Regions from separate parts of the Macaca mulatta genome. Here region 2 is linked to region 1. A link is a contact called in public Hi-C data. All regions are on one chromosome and are shown on one strand. Each heading gives the region's core, a stretch centred on a gene start, on an enhancer-like site or on the middle of the called end of the contact. The rest is flanking DNA. Distances are from core to core; before and after follow the strand shown.

Region 1 (6,674 bases), core at 3,332-5,831:
TCTCTTCTTCCCCTTCTCCATTCTGCATTCTTCTCTCTCCCCTAAATGCCCCCACACCCAACCCCCAAACTCTTGAGAATGCCCAAATCCAACCAGGTCAGGAAAAAATAAACTCACTGGTTCCTGTAGTGAGAAGCCCAAGTGTGGTGCAGCTTCTGGCATGTGGGATTCAAACACTCAGAAATTTCTCCCTCTCACTGAACCTCAGCTCTGCTCTTTTCTCTGTTGCCTTTGTTCTTCGACAGGCTCCCTCCATGTGGTGGAAAAGTTGACCTGCATGGTCTTTATCACTCATCATTTCAGAAGGGGAGAGCCTACTTCTCTTGTAGCATTTCCATCAAATCCTGAAAAGAAAAATAATCTGGTTAGTTGTACTGGACTTGTGATACTGGACAAACCTCTATGTCCAAGAGCTCGAGGCACTCCCATTGGCTCACCCAGGTCACACACTCTTCAGTGAGTGCATCCCAGGATCACAGGGAGTCTTGAGGGCGCTGTGTGTGGTAGGGTGGTAGGGAGACGGCAAACTCTAAAAGGAAGAGATGGTGGATACTTAAAGCCTACCTTCTGCCCACAGGTGTGTCAGACACAATCTTCAAAGGCCATCCTATTGTTCCCCTATCCCCCAAACAAACAATGAAAAACCCTCCTGGCAATTTGGCAGTAGCTCAGTGTGGAGCATTTGTCAATGCCAGTATTAGAATGTCTGCATTGCAAAACCAGAAACGTCCAGTCCTGGTTTGGCACACGGAAGAGATTTTCAAGCCTTGGCAACTCCTCAGTGCAGGCAGTGGAGGAAATGCTCAAGCTTTGTGAAAATCTTCTCCCTTCCCTCCTCATGGAGAATAAGTGTTCATCACTGCAGCCATGAACCTGCCACACTGAACACATATGGTCTGAAAATCTAGGGACAAATGGAATAACTTTGGAAACCTGCAAATTTTAAAGCCAAAAGGGCGCTCCAGGGAACCTACTACATGAAGTTCTCTGGAAGCCACAGGATGGGAGGTTTGGTGGGGGTGGAGGTGACCGTAGATTTTACGTAGGTAAATGTAAGACAGTCTTATCCATAGAGAGAAAAATCCAAACTCACTGAGAGTAAAAGGATGATAGTTGAAATAACAGCTAATTGTTATTATTTGCTAAGTTCCAAAGCACTTTTCATAGATTATTTCAATTAATTATCACAACAGCCCTGTAAGGTAGGTGCAACGATCATCTCCAGAAGAGGCTAAATCAATTGCCAAATATCACATATGTAGCAACTAGTGGCAGAGTGAGGATTCATACCTGGGCAGCTTAACTTTAAAGCCATGGTGCTAATGCATTCATCCATCCATCCATCCATTCATTCAGTGATTATATTGGATGCCTACTACATACTAAGAACTATATTCAAGGTGCTGAAGTACAGCTGTGAACAACGCAAGTACAAATCTATGAAGCAGAGTTGGGGAGAAAGTAAGTTGGAGAAAAAAGATATAAACTAGGTTAGATGGTGATCATGATTAAGGAAAAAACTAGAGCAGGGAGGAGAGAGAAATGTGCAGGGGGAGGGTCAATTCTGAGTGAGACAACAGGCAAGGTCTCACTAAGAACGTGGCATTAAATAAAGATTTGAGGAAGTGAGGGAGCAAACCTTGCAGCTATCTAAAAGAAGAGCATGAGAGGTAGAGGAGACAGCTCTCTACCCGACCTGGTACAAAGATCCTGAAGCAGGGGCAAGGCTAATGAGTTCTAGAATTAGCAAGGAGTCCAGTGTAACTTGAACAGAGTGATCAAAGAACAGAACAGGAGGAAATGAGGTCAGAGAGGTAAACAGGCTGGAGTGCAGTGGCACGGTCTCGGCTCACTGCAACCTCCGTCTCCCGGGTTCAAGGGATTCTCCTGCCTCAGTCTCCCTAGTAGCTGGGATTACAGGCACGTGCCACCATGCCCGGCTAATTTTTGTATTTTTAGTAGAGACAGGGTTTCACCATGTTGGCCAGGCTGGTCTCGAACTCCTGACCTCAAGTGATCCACCCGCCTCGGCCTCCCAAAGTGCTGGGATTACAGGCGTGAGCCACTGCTCCCGGCCAGGATTCTTTTAATCAAGTGTGATGCAGCCATCGGGGTTGGAGCATTCTAGGAAGAGGGAACAGCATCTGCCAAGGCAACAGGAAAGCACATAAAAAGGAGTTGCTGGAAGATTCATTTCAACCCACAACCAAGTAAATATTAAATTTACGTTATAAAAATGTTAGGGCCAGGAGCGGTGGCTCACGCCTGTAAACCTGGCACCTTGAGAGGCCTGTTAGTTTTTGTATTTTTAGTAGAGATGGGATTTCGCCCTTTGGTCAGGCTGGTCTCGAACTCCTGGGTTCAACCGATCCTCCCGCTTGGCCTCTTGATTAAAAGAATCCTGGCCGGGAGCAGTGGCTCACGCCTGTAATCCCAGCACTTTGGGAGGCCGAGGCGGGTGGATCACTTGAGGTCAGGAGTTCGAGACCAGCCTGGCCAACATGGTGAAACCCTGTCTCTACTAAAAATACAAAAATTAGCCGGGCATGGTGGGATCGTAAATTAGTTCAACCATTGTAGAAAACAGTATGGCGATTCCTCAAGGATCTAGAACTAGAAGTACCATATGACCCAGCCATCCCATTACTGTGTATATACCCAAAGGATTATAAATCATGCTGCTATAAAGACACATGCACACGTATGTTTATTGTGGCACTATTCACAATAGCAAAGACTTAGAATCAACCCAAATGTCCATCAGTGACAGACTGGATTAAGAAAATGTGGCACATATACATCATGGAATACTATGCAGCCATAAAAAAGGATGAGTTTGTGTCCTTTGTAGGGACATGGATGCAGCTGGAAACCATCATTCTCAGCAAACTATCGCAAGAACAGAAAACCAAACACCACATGTTCTCACTCATAGGTGGGAACTTAACAATGAGATCACTTGGACTCGGGAAGGGGAACATCACACACCGGGGCCTATCATGGGGAGGGGGGAGGGGGGAAGGATTGCATTGGGAGTTATACCTGATGTAAATGACGAGTTGATGGGTACTGGCGAGTTGATGGGTGCAGCACACCAACATGGCACAAGTATACATACATAACAAACCTGCACGTTATGCACATGTACCCTAGAACTTAAAGTATAATAAAAACAAACAAACAAACAAACAAACAAAAACTAGCCGGGCGTGGTGGCAGGCGACTGTAATCCCAGCTTCTCGGGAAGCTGGGGTAGGAGAATTGCTTGAACCCGGGAGGCGGAGGTTGTGGTGAGCTGAGATCGAGCCCCTGCACTCCAGCCTGGGCGACTTGGTCACGTTCCCTCCCCTGCCCCCGCCAATTTTAGGAATAAATACCTTTTTATTTAAGCTAAAGTGTGGGTATACCCTTCCTCTAGGATTTTCCATTAAGGAAGAAGAAGCCATATTAGGATAATTTAGAGGGCAGTTAACCCTAGTAGACATAGTGGTTCTTAAAGGCTTGGGGCCTCAGACTGTACACAGGCTTCACATGGAATCTGATTTGTTCCTTTATCCTGCTCCTTCACCCAGAACCCGAATCTAGCCCTTCATGTTACAAAAAGGGCCAGAGGTCCAAAGAGGGTAAGTGCCTTGTGCAAAATGATTCAACTACTTTGTAGAGGATTTTAACTAGGGTTCATTTAGCTCCGCCCACACTATAAAAGGCTCTTTCTAAAAAACGAAACATGATTACGGGCACAAGGCTCCAGCGTTAACAAAGCTCTGTGCTAGCTGGGAAATGCCCCCCTCCCCGACTCATCTGCTTATCATCTGCATAGAGTTATGTACTCAAAAGCAGGAAAATTATTGAGAAAACCATTGGTCCCCGGCTCCAGACCCCAAGGTTGGCAGCTGGTTCACGTTTCCTCCCAGAGCCGGCAGGGGGGGCACCAGGCAAGGTTTGCAAGACGCGCCTCCCTCCCACCCCTCCCCCTTCCTCGCCCAACTTCCCATAGCCACGGCCTCAACTAAAAGTGGCCATTGACCTTTCAAGCTTTTGAGCAGTGATGCAATAGAATAGTATTTCAAAGAAAAATGCTTATCGAAATTTTGGATCCGGTTTTCCCGTGATTGTTAAGGGTTTCTTTTAAAAAGTAGGTCACATTTCAAGTAGGTCATATTTCTGGGGCGGGTGAGCAGACAAGGAGATGAGTTTCCACTAAGGCGGGGTGGCTTCCAACGGGGTTGGAGGTGAGAATCCCAGGTAAGGTAGAGGCGCCGGGATCCTTCCGAATTCCCGGCCCGTGGGCGTCAGCCCTGCCGGGAATGGCAGAGGCACTCTCCGGACTGCCGGACTGCGGGAACCGAGGCCAGTCACCCAGCCCCTTCCGGGCGCGCAGGTAAGGCCGCCCCCTTAGCAGCCGGCGCAGGTGAGCGGGGCTGGCCGCCAGGTCTGCCGGAGACGTTGGAGCAGAGGGGAGGAGGAAGGGAGGAGTCGGGTGGATGCTGGTGACAAGGAGCCGGAGCGCCAGGGGGAGGGGACTAAGGACGGCCGGCACCGCTTAAGGAGGCGCTGCTCTCCCGCCCGCTGCCTTCCAGGACCTGATCAAGGGGACCGCCTCCGGTCCCCGGCCGTGGGCACCGGGCCGAGCACGGCGTCCCCACGCCATCAATGTGTCTTAGAGCCGGAGAGGCCCGTTTCCGAGGACCCACAGTCGCTCCTGCACCCCTACCCCCCGCAAATGTGCGGCCAGGAGGGTCGCGTCGAGGGGGCGCCGCCGGGATGTTTACAGGAACCCACCCCCGTGGCGGGCCCAGGGCCGAGGACCGCCATCCTTCCCTGAACCCGGGCGCTCAGCTGGCCCGGGTAGGGGGCAGGCTCCGGCAGCTGAAACGGGGTTGGCTGTGGCCGGTGGCGGGGGACATCTCCAGCTTGCGCCCGAGCACCCCAGGGTGTGGGGCCAGAAGCAGGCCGACCCCAGCGTGCACACCGTCCGCCTTGCACTCGAGCGCTCTCACCCGGTCTTCTCTGAAGCCTGTGTATTGCGACCGAGCCTCTTTAAAGCGGTAGCGGGGCCCGCGGTCACGTGAGGCCGATTCCTGGAAAGTTCCTGGAAAGCGGCCTCCGCAGCAGCCGGGCGGGGCGCGAGCGGAGCGCTTACTGGGAGGGAGGCGGGGAGCAAGGGAGGCGCGTCGGGCTGGAAAGTCGCGCGCACTCCCTGCTCCTGGGACCGACGTTTAACTCTTGCCAAGTCTCGTCGCCGCCGCCGCCGCGGCTGGCGGGCCTTGGGTTTCCCCTGAAGCATGAGCACTCTCGCCCGCAGCCGCCCTCACCGCGTGGCCCGCGGACAGTGCGCGCCGGGGCCCCGGGCGCACAGCCTCAGGATCCCCAGTGCCCGCAGCTCGGGCGCCCGCGGCAGGTACCGGTAGCAGGGAGAAGCCCGAAGGCTCCGCCCCAAGGAGAGTTGCAGGGGAGGGCGGCGAGGCACGGCAGCGTGCGCCGGGGAGCGGCGGACGGCCTGGGCTTCCGCCGCTCGGAGCACCGGCGAAGAGAGAGTCCGAGCCGCGGCTCTGCCCCGCGGCCTGGCGTTGCTGCCTGCTTTCTCCGGTCCCTTCTCGGCGTCGGGAAGTGTCTGGAGTTTCTTTTTTTTATTTAACCTAAACTGCCATTCAAATTAATAATCCTCCTAATAACCTGATCTCCCGCTCCTCCCCACCGGCCTGCCTCCTGCCCTCGCTCCTTCCTCCCTCCCTCTCTCCTTCCCCACCTCCAGGGTCGCAGCCGGAGGGAAACCCGGCAGCAGTCCGAGGGTGGGGTGTCCCAGCCCGGAGGGGGCGTCGCCGCGCGGTGGGGGAGGGGGTCGAGGCAATGATCCTCGAGGCTTTTGTGTGCCCTCTGCGCACGGAACTCCGGCCGCCGCCTCCGAGCGCTGGGCTGGTCGCATCCCCGGGCATCTCGTTCCCAAATTAAACGTAAACGGGGGAAACAAGGGCAGACGCCCCTCCTCTCCTGGGCCCCTCCCGCCCCCCCCCCCGCCCCATGTCCGCTGAGGAGGCTGCCTGGTGCGGAGGCGGCGGCAGCCGAGGTCGAGGTAAGAGCGCGGCGTTGGAGGTTTGCACTTCCCGCAGCGCTCGCGACCGCCCGCTCGGCCCCGGCCTCGGCTCGGAGCCCCGCGAGGGCTGCGCGCTGGGGCCGATTCCTCGACAGCGCCCGCGGCGGCGAGAGCTACCGCAGCCATCCTGGTCCGGGAGCGACCGCCGCGGCGCCCCCAACCCCTCCAGAGCGGGCACCGGGAAGCGGGGGGAGGGGAGCGAGGAACCTCCCGGGTGGGGATGCGGCAGCTCCCGCACCTCCGCACCCGGGTTTGGTGCCTCAGGGCCCCGCAGCGCTTTAGGGTGGAGAACCAAGTTTGTGTGGGTGCTTCTTCCTGGAGGCCCTCGGGCTGCGCCAGGTGTGAGACCGGAATGCCAATTTGGGGAATCTCTCCTGTTCTTTCCTTTTTAATTTTTTATACTTGTCCTTGATAAGGGCCTATTCCCACTGGATCTGCAGGTGACTATTTGCTCTTCCGAGGTCGCCAGTCTTTGATTTCAGCTAGTGACCCTGGGCGGGAAGACACCCTGTTCACCCTCATCCTGACCTCCGCCCCCTACCTCTTCAGCCAACTTTGTGTCTTGGATCTCTGCTCTCTT
Region 2 (6,323 bases), core at 1,397-3,896, 100 kb after region 1:
CCACTTGCTTTTCCTCTCTAAAAAAGTTAGCATGGGTTAACTATCCCTTACCCAAAATGCTTGGGACCAGAAGTGTTTTGGATTTTGGATTTTTTTGGATTTTGGAATATTTGCATATACATAATGACGTAACTTGGGGACGGGACCCAAGTTTAAGCACAAAACTTAAGTTTCATATATACTTTATACACATAGCCTGAAAGTAACTTTATACAATATTTTAAATAATTTTGTATATGAAACAAAGGTTTGTGTTTTGACTGACCCATCACGTAAGGTCAGGTGTAGAATTTTCCACTTGTGGCATCATGTTGACACTCAAAAAGTTTCAGGTTTTGGAGCATTTCTTTCTTTCTTTTTTTTTTTTTTCTGAGACAGGGTCTCTGTCTGTTGCCCAGGCCGGAGTGCAGTGGCACAATCTTGTTTCACTGCAACTTCCACCTCCCGGGTTCAATTGATTCTCCACCTCAGCCTCCTGAGAAACTGGGACTACAGACGTGCACAACCATGCCTGGCTAATTTTTTGTATTTTTTGTAGAGATGGGATCTCACTATGTTGCCCAGGTTGGCCCTGAACTCCTGGGCTCAAATGATCTGCCTGCCTTGGTTTCCCAAAATGCTGAGATTACAGGTGTGAGCCACCACTCCCAGCCAGGTTTTGGAGCATTCTGGATGTCAAATTTTTGTATTAGGCATATTCAACCTATAAACCTCAACGCTTGGCAGTGTTGCAAGTGGTCTGCACTTTATCTGGACGAAGACAAAGAATGGTGCTAACACTTGTCTATGTACAGATGGGAAATCTTGCTGAGGAAAGGACAATGATTCTCGAGAAAAAGGGGAAAAGGGAGAGAGATAGGAGGTGGCAACAGGATGATTTGCAAGTAATATTTGGCTATCATTAGAACAATAAACTCTTCACTATACAGGGTTGTATGGTGTATTGGAAAGAGCATGAAATCAGAGAAACTTCATTAGAATTCAAGTTTTGCTCTATATTAGCTGTGAGATTTTGGCTAAGACAGTTGACCATTCTGATTCCATAGTCTTTATACATGCAAAATGCTAATACAGTTATAACAATGGAGATACATTGTGAGAAATGCATCATTGTGCAAACAAAATAGGGTATACTTAAGCAAAACTAGATGGTATAGCCTACTACATACTTAGGCCATACAGCATAGCCTATTGCTCTGACCACTATCATATATGCAGTCTGTCATTGACCCAAATATTGTTATGCAATGCATGACTGTAATAATAATACTTGCCACATAGGTAAAAATACTGTCATTAATGGTGTAGTAAAATGGTAACTGGCATAGTAACACTGTACAGTGGATACAATTTTTAGAAGGTTTTGAGGAGAGAGTTTCAGAACTGTTCTCCATTGATTTGCTTACAAAGATATTTTCATTTCCCACCAAAGGTTTTGGCTATGAAAACCTTTGCAGAAACAATATTTCAGGAGTTTTTCCCCCTGTATTGTCAACTAATTTTTAGTAAGCATATGACTTTTTGTATGTATCATCCAATTGATTTAAAAATGAATCAATGAATGTATTTATTGATCGACTGCCTCACTTCACAAAGGAATGTGAGGAAGGACACCCAACTTGGCATTTCTGTGTTTCTATTTGGGTCATGCATTTTTTCTTGCTTTCCAAATTGAAAATGTGGTGGATGCAATAGATAGGCCTTTAGTATCAGCCCTTCCCTCGTTTACTACACCTTTTTGTGTTTCTCAAGCTGGAAAGCTATAAACTACATGCTCTAGACATCCTTGCTGCTAATATTCTGCATGTGAAATTGATCTCACCAATTGCACGCAGCAGAGCAATATTTGCAGGTGCTGTTTTCATGCTGCTGGCAAATGCAGCCGTGGAGACCACGGTTTTTTGCAGCAGTGTTCCAGTGTCCTGTTAATTGTTCTGTCGGTGTTGAGAGGTTGGGGACGAGGCATGGCAACTTCCTGATGCCATCTTCCTGATTGTGGACAGGAGCCAGTATGGCAATCTTATCTTTGTAGTCATTCATGGATGTTCAGCCCTTCTCCAGTCTTTCCAATCATTTCAAATGTCCCGAATTCCCCCTGACAAATCCCTTTTTGACTAGGAGTAGCTAGCTGAGTGCTGTAATGAAATTCTGACTGACAGATTTGTAAACTTTTTGCGGACAGGAACCCTTGATATAAATAAATACCTTGCATTTTAATGGAGGGAAGCAGAGGGATAAACAAGTGAATAAGTAAAAAGTTTTAATAATATGGTGATACGTAAAAAATAAAGCTGGTTAAGGGAATGGGGAGTGCAGGAGATGAGTGCAGCTGTGTTGCCGTTTTAATCAGGTCAGAGAAGGCGTCTCTACCAGGGTGACTTTTGACCTGCCTCTCTGTTATGTCAATTGTGTGTAGGGCCCTGGTGTAGTTACTGTGTTAAAATGCAATGATTCAATGACTCCATTACTTAGATACCCTCTAAGTGACGCTACTGTTGTCCACCTCCCCGTGATTGAATTGTTTACCCACAGTAAACATGGCGGGAAGAGCTTCGATCCGACCCTTGAACGCTCAATAAAAATGGCGACAGCACTTCCTGTGCTTGCCCTCAACAAAGATGGTGTCAACACTTCCTGTGTTTTCGCCTTTAACAAAGATGGTGCTTATGGGGCAGATTCCCTAACAGTCAGGATTCCGGTTGCAGTTTTTCTCCCCCGCCCCAAAGATACGTGGTTGCAGACGTAAGTAACAGGAATCCATTTTTTCTTGAAAGCCCTGCATTGTAGCGTCTGCGACCTGGGCCCTGCGGGGGCTTCCCCGCCCCACTAACTTGCTCTGCATTTCCGATCCGGGCCAAGGCTGGGTGGCTGCGGTAGTGCCGGAGGCCCGCTCTCCCCTTGATCCGCTGTTAAGTTCATTCCCAGCACTCCCTCTTTAGCGGGTCAAATTGCGGCAGAAACCGCCCGTAGTCTTCCTGTTTGATACAAGGATTTCAGCGGCCGAGGCAGAGACTTTTTAAAAAGTTCCCAATGGGCGCTCACCGCCAAATGTGAACACCTCCCCCTCCTCACCTGTCACCTCCTAAACTTTGCAGGGTTGCGAGGGGGAGTGTGGGATCGGGTGTCGCCCAGCCGTGGTCGTACTGCCCGGGTGTATCTGAAGCCGCATATGTCATCCCTACCTGCCTTCCCGGTCACTTGACCTTCACTGCCTTACACACAACCAAGCCACAGCACATGGGTGCAGGGGTGGTGGAAATGCACCTTCAAATTGTGCCTGGCTACTGACCGGCGCTGGGGTGTTTTAAAGAAAAAAAATCCCATAAAATGTCCCATGCATGTGTGGCCACGACAGTGTTGTGCTGGAGATTCGGAATTCTTAGTGGGAAGGAATGGAGTCTGTGACTATATATTGTGTAAGGTTTATTGTAGACTGGGCACAAACAACAATTTTCTTAAAGGTGATGGTGTAGAGGACTTTTAACGAAAAGAGCCTTAAACTCTGTTCCTGCTGATTTCTGTCCTGCACTCCTGTTACTGATCAGGTTTTGCAAATACTTGTGATCAAAAAAGGGACACCTGCGCCCACTTTGGCAGTTTCTGCCGTGGTGGTGGTGGTGGTGCAGGTCTGATGAGGGCAATGTTAAAATAAAACCACGATTTCTTCTCCAGCATGTTAAAATTAATGCTGCTCTGTAATCTTCAGATAAAAATTGCTTTTTCGGAAGGGTCTCTGACCCACTTTTTTTTTTTTTCTTTTTCCAAATTTCTTTATTGAACGAGGAATTGAGCTGGGACCCCACTGTGTGAAAAGCAGGAACAGAAAAGATGATTCATCTTCAGTGTTGTTCATTATGTTAGGAAACATTCAAAGTTAACTTGGCTTGGCTTAACTCGTGAATTAAATACCATGACCTGGCACTCTGCCACGGTTTGAAGATATGCCTGACCTGAAGGAACTTACATTGCAGTGACACTGTCTTTCGGGCCACATCAGCGTGTCTGTAATTTGAGCTGTGATTTCGGCTCTTTCCAGGGAGAAATGGAGGCCAGAGACAAGCAAGTACTCCGCTCACTTCGCCTGGAGCTGGGTGCAGAGGTGTTGGTGGAGGGACTGGTTCTTCAGTACCTCTACCAGGAGGGAATCTTGACGGAAAACCATGTTCAAGAAATCAATGCTCAAACCACAGGCCTCCGGAAAACAATGCTCCTGCTGGATATCCTACCTTCCAGGGGCCCTAAAGCATTCGATACATTCCTAGATTCCCTACAGGAGTTTCCCTGGGTCAGGGAGAAGCTGAAGAAGGCAAGGAAAGAGGCCATGACCGACCTACCTGCAGGTAGGCCTCAGAAAGATCACTTCAAACCAGCTCCAAAATGTTGTAATTATGCCCTTTGCTTTTTGGTTTGTTTATTTGTTTGTTTGTTTTTGAAACAGAGTCTTGCTCTGTCACCCAGGCTGGAGTGCAGTGATCTCGCTAGGCGTGATCTCGGCTCACAGCAACCCCTGCTTCCTGGGTTCAAGCAATTCACTTGCCTTCGCCTCCCGAGTTGCTGGGAATACAGACTTACGCCACCACGCCCTGCTAATTTTTATATTTTTAGTAGAGATGAGGTTTCACCATGTTGGCCAGGCTGGTCTCGAACTCCTTACCTCAGGTGATCCACCCACCTCAGCCTCCCAAAGTGCTGGGATTACAGGCGTGAGCCACCACACCTAGCCAGAACTCCGCCCTTTGGATTTGAAGTTGGGATGTAAGGCAGGACAAGGGTCAACGGTTGATGAAAGTGGGTAAGGAGTTGGGACTGAAGGGACATGACATTAGAGGCATAGGATCAGGAGGTGGCATTAGGAAGTGCAGGGAAGGAAGAATGAACCGTGACTGGGAGGTGAGGGAGGGAGCTCAGAGAATGCATTTAGAAATGCTTCCAGGGAAACCTGGCATGTCACTTGGGAAGCATGTTCTCATCAGAGAGTCAGGTCATATCTCAGCCGTTGGCATCAGGAACCATTTGGAAAGTGCAGATGGGAAAGCAGGCATTCGGCCTACTGACAAGTGATTTGTGAGGTGCCAGAGCTACCAGCTGGAAAAGGTCAGATTCATGGAGTAGGAGACAGCCTCTAGGAAGGAAAGCCCTGTACCTGTCCCCTGGGCTGTCCCATGTGGCCAAAGGGGATTATTTTGAAGGCTGACTTAGTTTGTTTTTAAAGGTTATTCGTTTAAAGTGTCCTTTTTAGTTTAGCTTTTGTTCAGACACCGGAGTATTTAATTTTGCAAAGAGCAATAGTTTGGGGAGGGTCTCAGTTTAATTTGAAGGAGAATTGGAAGCTGGAGAAGAGAGAAACAGTTCTGGTTCTGTTAGCCTGGCTTGTAGCAGGAAGAAGATGTGATATGGAAACACTTGCTTCTTCTTAACTTCCCTTGACTCTGTTTTACAAAGATGGAGGGGCAGAGAACTGGACTGGGAAAAATTAAAAATTGAAAAAAAAAGTAATTGAAAGGTGACTTGCAAATTTTTAACAAAGTTAGAGAATCAAGGTTCTCTGGGGTTTGTGATAACAGTGATAGAACTATTCTGGTTTAGTGGGCCCCAGGCTTCATGGTTGCTATTTTTTAAATACTGATTAAAAAAAATGAATACTGATAATAAGACCACTTTTACTATTTTTGCTCCATGGACCTCATATTTTGACATATGTCTGAATACCTGATCAGCATGAGATAGCCAGCTAACTTTAGGAAGACCTGGTAAGATCCCAGTGGAAAAAGCAAAAGTATTTTCATTCCTAGCCTGGGCTCATTACAGGTAAATATATCTTTAGGCTTTTTGAAATACTAGAAATAGCTGGCTTTTGAGGACCACTGGAATTCACTGCTTGGATTATCCTTACAAAATTAAATACTCCACGTGTCTGAACAAAATGTGTCTAAGATGTTTTTATGACTTTATTGAAAGCAGAATAGATAACATAGAGTTGGAGAAATGTTAAAAATTATTGGTGCTTTCCTGATATTTGACTTAAGAGGTTTCTGCTGGCATCATATAGTTGGAAACAACAGAACAGGTGAACTGAAAGCCTTTCACTATCAAAATACTGAATTTAATTTTATAGTCATTTTGGGTGATACAAATCATGCTGTTGTATGTCATTCATAGAGACATAATACCATTTTTTTTTTTGAAATGGAGTTTCACTCTTGTTGCCCAGGCTGCAGTGCAACGGTGCAATCTCGGCTGACTGCAATCTCCTCTTCCTGGGTTTAAGCAATTCTTCTGCCTCAGCGTCCTGAGTAGCTGGGATTACAGGCATGCGCCACCAT

What was found. Hi-C and Micro-C count contacts between places; a contact is called where the count stands out from the background.
Region 2: a Hi-C map of liver shows a contact between it and region 1, with 5 times the contacts expected there. The contact joins the promoter of CRADD here to the promoter of SOCS2 in region 1. A contact is called at or near these places in 3 of 14 Hi-C or Micro-C datasets (CD4 T cells, fetal cortex germinal zone and liver).

The regions. Positions count from the first base shown.
Region 1 is chr11:100,894,795-100,901,468 of T2T-MMU8v2.0, forward strand. SOCS2 (suppressor of cytokine signaling 2) reads left to right here and starts at 4,582. Exons shown (of 3, transcript NM_001194762.2): 1 at 4,582-4,848. It overlaps LOC114670918 (a long non-coding RNA gene), which reads right to left and starts at 5,438. Exons shown (of 2, transcript XR_013401260.1): 1 at 5,001-5,438; 2 at 1-344.
Region 2 is chr11:100,998,210-101,004,532 of T2T-MMU8v2.0, forward strand. CRADD (CASP2 and RIPK1 domain containing adaptor with death domain) reads left to right here and starts at 2,647. Exons shown (of 3, transcript NM_001267004.1): 1 at 2,647-2,742; 2 at 4,037-4,340. The coding sequence starts at 4,043.